Regions from separate parts of the Athene noctua genome. Here region 1 is linked to region 2. A link is a contact called in public Hi-C data. All regions are on one chromosome and are shown on one strand. The core of a region is the stretch at or near the end of the contact, and the rest is flanking DNA. Distances in the headings are between cores, read along the strand shown. Region 1 holds the start of CBR4 (carbonyl reductase 4). Region 2 holds the start of LOC141960370.

Region 1 (3,453 bases), core at 865-3,364, 310 kb before region 2:
TTAATACTTACTTGAAAGCAGCATCTCATGTGGAGGAATGATTGAAACATTCTAAGAAAAGAATAAAAAACTCCTAGGAAGAGTGTTTTTAATGCCTGAATGCATTAGGCTTCAGGAAAGACGGCTGCATCGGTCCCAACTCTCTATGCCTCATCTTAATAACCACTGGGACCTCTGGCTTTTCAGAGTATGGCATATTCTGAAATGTTATTGGATCACAAAATCTCATTTACTCTTTTGAAAACAGGACGAGCTTGTAATACAAATATACTTGCTAAAACAAACTATTTTTGCATAATAGATTTCAAGACTTTTTTTTTTTCTTACAGATGTTCATCTGTTTAGCAATGCCTAAATCTGCTTTTTCTTCTATATGTAAAGAATGATCCATTGAAAAAGAATCCTACATGAATACAGGTAATGTTATTAAAGTCTTTACAGCTCCCCTGGAAACATTTATAATCCGAAATCCTGAATAACAGCCTTCAACTCAAAAGCAAGAACTGTGCAGAGTTACACTTCCACTGAGCTTATAGAAACTCTAGTGTGATTTTGACACTTGTTACCCTGTGGAACTTTTTGATAATATTTTTTCTAAAAAAAATTTCTGAAGTGTACTCTTGTACACAATTGTGGTCAGTTTTATTCTTACTTCTCGGGTGAAAAAATTTATTCAGTGTATGAGACTTGAGTCCACTGAACCCCTCTAGCATATCAGCAGACATGTTAAAACTGTTACTATTAAAACATAGCAGTTATTGTATTAGTTTAACTGCATATCATGAAGCTTATTTTGGTTACTAAACAGGAACTCTCACAGGTGTTTCTGTATTTTGGGTTTCTCTACCTTTAAGTGTTTCTGATTTAACTCTACTGGCATAGTAATACCTCATACGAGATCCTGGGGATTTGGGGGCAAAGAAATGCGAAAATGAAAGAGAGAAAATCCTTATTCATCTGCTTGTATGTGTCTCTATAAAACACATTTTTGTGTGTGAAGGGGGAACCAAGGACAGGACAGAGAGCTCCAGTTCAGTGAGGCAGCTGCTTTGTGCCCCATGTAACTTCTGGCAACGAGTACAGGGGCTAGGCATGAAGCGTCGTACAAGTGGTTAAGACGGATGTTGTCTGGATACAGAGATGTAAAACGTAGCTTAAAACCAGAAAGTGTAAAAGGAAAGCAGATGGGCTTGCCGGCACACGAGCTGTGAGAAGGGAGGAGTGCAGGCGCTGGCCCTGCCGTTGGCGGCGCTGGCCCTGCCGTTGGCGGCGCTGGCCCTGCCGTTGGCGGCGCTGGCCCTGCCGTTGGCGGCGCTGGCCCTGCCGTTGGCGGCGCTGGCCCTGCCGTTGGCGGCGCTGGCCCTGCCGTTGGCGGCGCTGGCCCTGCCGTTGGCGGGCCTCCCTCTCGCCACAGCGCACCGCCCAACGCGCCATGGGGAGCTTCGTCTTGCCCAGGCTGCGGCGCGGGCTCAGCGGGTGCAGCGCGGAGGCCACCAGCAGCAACTACTTCAGTAGACAGGTGTTTACACCGTTTTGTCATCTTGCCCGTGTTCCGTTCAGAACTGAACTGTCATCGCGTGGGGAAGGTAAAAAGCCTCTGTAAGCTCAACAAACACAAAGCTGCTCAGAAACCAGAAGGTGAATTGAAATACCCAGAAAAGCCGCTTTTTTTCGTCGGCCCCCTGTGGCGCACCACCTTCCTCGTTTTCGGGCCGGCGGGAGGCGCTGCCCGCGCTTGGCTCGGGGCGTGAGAGGGCGGGGTGGGGCCGGGACGGACACGACGGACACGGACAGACACACGCGAAGGTCGCGGGCGGCCGCTCTGCCACCGTGGCACCGGCGCCGCGCGGGACTACGCGTCCCGGCGTGCCCCGCGGCGGGCGGGCGGGCTCCCAGCCGGCACCGCGCCCCGCCGGCCGTGCCGCGGGCTCCACCTTCAGCCCGCCGGGAGCGGCACCGCGCCGAGGCGCCCGGCCCCGCAGCCCTGCCTCCCCCTCCCGCCCTCCTGTCGGGTGCGCCGCCCCCGGGGAGGAGCCGCTCGGCGCCGCCGTGGCCACCGGGCAGCCAGGCCGCGGCTCCCCGCCTGCCTCCCTCCCTTGGAGCGCCCCGGGCGGCGCGGGGCCGCGGGCGCCCCCTGGCGGCGATGGGGGGCAGTGGGCTCTGGCGGCGGGCGGGGCCTCGGTCGGGAGGGAGAGAAGTGCCGCCCCGGGCCGGAGGAGGTTGGTGGAGGCCCTCCAAAAAAAAACGGGGGGGAGGGAAAAAAAATGGTTTGTCGAGAGGGGAGAAGGGGTTGTCCTGGAGGGTTGGGGCTGGGGGCGGTGTCCAGAGGCGGCTGAGGGCGCGCAGGTGCGGGCGGTGGCCCGGCCCGGCCCGGCCCGGCCCGGCCCGGCCCGGCTGGCTGCGGCACCCCGAGCCGCCTTTGTTGCCGGGTGTCCTCCAGCGGGTGCGGTGCCGAGCGCCTGAGGCGGTCAGCTGGAGTGCCGCTGCAGCCCTGGCGCTCAGGGATCAAATCGCTGGTTCTGAGAGAAGAGAAAGGCCGTTGAGGACAAAGGTGGCACAGGCACTCGTCTGTGCTGTGTGGCGACCTAGAAGAGCCTGTTGCTCAAAAGATACTTGTTTTTCCCTAACTTTATTTGACCAGGCAATATAGCGTTATTACTCCTACTGCATTTTTTTTTCTCGTAAGTCAGAGCTCCGGAGAATCTGTGTGGCACTCTTGTGCTAAACCACCAGCTGTATCGTGCTGCACTGGAAATAGGCCTTATGCGCCCCCTGTAAATACCTGGGTAATGGACAAGGAACTCCTGCTATTCTTTTTAAGAACAGTAGAATCACTAAGATTTTTTCCCCTTCTCAAAGAGGAAGGGTAGAATGATATGTTTTAAAGAAGTTCTCTTTGCATAGGCAGCTTTTTAGGTCCTGTGTAGCTAAGCACGTTTAGAGTTATTTGGTAAACATATAGAAGTCTGACAGCATTTAGAAACAGTGTAAGACTGTTCCCTTGACATTGCTTAGGGGTAGAGGAGTTAGGCAAGATGACTTCCAGAGATCCCTCTGAATCTATATTATTCCATATTTCAGATACAAAGAGTAGGTATGCTCAGTGCTGGTAAGAACAGAATACGAAGGAGAAAATCCTAGTACAACATTACTGCAACAAGTAGGCAAGAACTTCCAGGAGTTATTGTAGTAATTCATGATAGCAAAGGCAGACAGACTTTGTTTCTAACAGAAAAATCAGTCAAAAAAATATGGGTTGGTTGGTTGCGCCTTCAGTCGGCTAAGACAATAAGAGCAGTAGTTACTAGGCTGCGAGACCTCTCGATTCATCTCTTGCAGTCTAGCTACCTACTGAAGAGTGCCCAAAGGATCAGTCTTTCTGGTGAGTCAGTGGTGCCCATTTTATCACTAAGGAATTGTCTTCATGCAGGACATTTTCTGTGGGTTCTCTTG
Region 2 (3,018 bases), core at 231-2,730:
TTGTTTCACTTCCTGCAGAGCAGAACTGCTGCATGACATGCCACTCTACACCCAGTTGGCATAGGGCATGAAAAGCTCATTCTACCCAGCTGGTAACGATTTTGGCAAAACACAACTACTGCTGCTACAACCAGCCAACCAACCATTAGGCTAGGCAGTTGCTTTCTTCATGCAAACAGGAATGCATTTTGATTTTACGTTTATTAAATTATTACTTGCCTAAACCATCTATTTCTAAATACGTAGTTATCTCTGACCCAAATTATCCACGTCATCTCATAGAGCCTATAAACAAAATATCTGTGGGTGGAGGTTTTTTTTGTTAGTAGGACTAGCACCTTCCTGAACTTGGAAAAAAATGGATGCAGACATGCAATAAACTCTTTGCATCAGTGTGTTTTTTTCAGCACAGACTGCAAATCTCTATACTAAAAAAAAAACCCAAAACCAAACAACAAACCATCCTAAATCAAAAAACAACCCCAAACTCTTCAGGTGCTTCGGTAAACTGGGTTCAGATCTGTTGATGCTATAATATCGCCTGGCCCCTTGTATGTGTTGGATGAAGCCCGAGGGCAGCAGGGACAGGCACACAAACAGATCCCGAGTCCCGGCTCACAGCACCACACTACCTCGCTCCCTCCTGCCCGCCACGCTGCGTTGCGGAGTAAGAGCAACCCGGGCGCCTGGGTTCCCCTGAGAGACAGCCCGACCTCCCAGCCGGCCCCCCCCGCGCTTACTTTTTCCTCCTGGTACACCGTGTCTATGAGGTTGACTGAGTGGAAGATGCCTTGGTGGTCCTCGGAGATGCACTGCCCGCAGCCCGCCTGCCGGCACATGCGGCAGTAGAGCTGCACCAGCCGGCTCGGATGCTTCTGGCAGGTTCCTCCGAGCACCAGCGGGGAGAACAGGCCAGTCCCCTGGGCCTGCTCTGCCTCCCCCGCCTTGGCAGACCCTGCCGTGCCAGACCGGTAGAGCTTGACCACCTCGGCCAGGGTGGTGTTGACGGGCAGCGCGGCGGCCCCGCCGCGGGGCAGCGGGCACAGCTTCCTGCACAGCGGGCACGACACCCGGGCGCCGGCCGCGCCACCGCTCGGCCCCGGCCCCCCCCGGGAGAGGCGGGCCTGCCCCTGGCCCCGCTGCTGCTGCAGGCGGGCGGCCTCGGCCGAGGCCAGGCACTCCAGCACGCAGTCCCGGCAGAAGTTGTGCGAGCAGAGGGGCAGCGTCACCGGCTCCTCGAAGAGGGACAGGCACACGGCGCACGTCAGGCTGGCCTCCATCTGCCACAAGCAGGCGGGCGGCCGAGGCCGCCACTCCTGCTGCCGCCCCGGGAGCGGCTCGCAGGCGGGCCGGCTGGGCGGCCCCGGCTCGTCCCGCTGCCCCGCCGCCTCCAGCCCAGCGGCAGTAGGACCCGCCGCAGAGAAGCCACGACGAGAAAAGCCGAAAACCCCCCAAGCTCCGAAACTCCGACGACCAACTTCCCCGGAAGAGGAACCCGGCAGTGGGGGGCGGGGCAAGGAGAGCCACGTTGGCGATTGGGGAGCGCGCGAGATTGACACCACCGCTTTCCAGTCAGGACAGACGGGAGGGGCGTGAGGCGGTGCCGTGGGGGCGGGGCGTGGAGCGGCCCGTGTGTGAACGGTGGCCCGGAGGCGGCGTGGGGCGGGGCGGAGGCTGCTGGGACACGCCCCCTGCCCGGCCTGCGGGCGGCTGCGCCCCGGGATGTCTGCCGGGCCCTAGCGCCGCCGCCGCCATTTTGTGACAGGTTCTCTGGGTAATTCCCGCCCTGCGTGTAGCCGGGCGGCCTCGGGACCTCGTCCCGTGGGAAACACGGCGTGAACGGGGTGTTTGCAGCTGAGAGAGGTGTTGCTATTCCTGTCTGCGAGGTGTCAGAGTTAAAGCGAAATCCACAGGGCTGAGGTACGGATCTTACAAGGTACCTCTTAACAGTTGCAAAATCGTAACGTAACTGAAGCTTAGGATGTTGTTAATGCTGAAAAATTGGCAATAGTGCTCACCTCATTCTTATTTTTGTTCTTAGTTTATTTTTCCTCCCAGAGCTTCTCCTTCCAAAGTTCTGGCCCAATAGTTACATTATCCACCTGAAATACTTTGAAATGGGTCAAACTCAAGAGGGACTCAACTGAAATTTTAAGTTTATTGTAAATCGGTAGATTTGTAACATAAAGTCAGTATTTGCAAAAAAGCAAGATACACTGAAAATAGCGTTTTCACAGACTGAGGGAAGCAACAGATGCAAGCAGCATAAAAGCAACCATGTATTATTCTGTTTTTATAGTAGTGCTTTCTTTATTCAGACTGAGTTATGCTTGCAGAAAGCACCTATTTTTTAAAAATGCCAAACGCCTGTGTCAAGTGGAGACCTTATAGCTGCAGGAGAAGACCAAAGGGGAGTTGTTTTAGTCACCGTTACCACATTTTCCCTTACGTGTTAGTATACATAAGAGTGACAGAAGGTACAAATACACAGGCTGGAAAGTTTTGTCAATAGGCAGCACAGAATAGACTCAGGATGTTTAAAAGCAGTGTCATGCTTTCCCGTGGAACAAGGACTTGAGGTTGGGCTCTGCTGCCTTTCTTCGTTAAAGTCTGAGTTGTCACCAGATATTGTCAGACTGTGCTTGCTGGTGTTCTGAGGAGCGCTGCATCCTTCAACCTCACCTGGAGGTGCAGTGTTACCTGCTACTCCTGAATTATACCAACTGGGGCATCCTGGAAATACCTCAGTGCTCTAAAGGTCAATATTCAATTAATGATTAAAATCTAAGAGGTGCAAATGGAATTTCAGGGTTTAATCCTCTGGGAATTCTCCGCTCAAAGCTTCATCTTCCAGTGGTTTCCAGTGCGTGGCACTAAATTAAGAATGGTTTGGGATACTTGATTCTAATTTCTTCTTTCATTTCAAATGGAAAAAGGGAAATGCCATTAAGTGTGTGGGCTAAATGAAACGGGAAAAGTGCTCTTTGGTGAGTGACTGATAGTAGGCTGGGGCACATG

The links. Hi-C and Micro-C count contacts between places; a contact is called where the count stands out from the background.
Region 1: a Hi-C map of heart shows a contact between it and region 2, with 3 times the contacts expected there. The contact joins the promoter of CBR4 here to the promoter of LOC141960370 in region 2. A contact is called at or near these places in 2 of 2 Hi-C or Micro-C datasets (heart and liver).

What each region holds. Positions count from the first base shown.
Region 1 is chr4:72,993,669-72,997,121 of bAthNoc1.hap1.1, reverse strand. CBR4 (carbonyl reductase 4) reads left to right here and starts at 2,114. Exons shown (of 6, transcript XM_074904070.1): 1 at 2,114-2,219.
Region 2 is chr4:72,685,893-72,688,910 of bAthNoc1.hap1.1, reverse strand. It overlaps LOC141960370, which reads right to left and starts at 1,480. Exons shown (of 8, transcript XM_074905730.1): 1 at 741-1,480. The coding sequence starts at 1,280.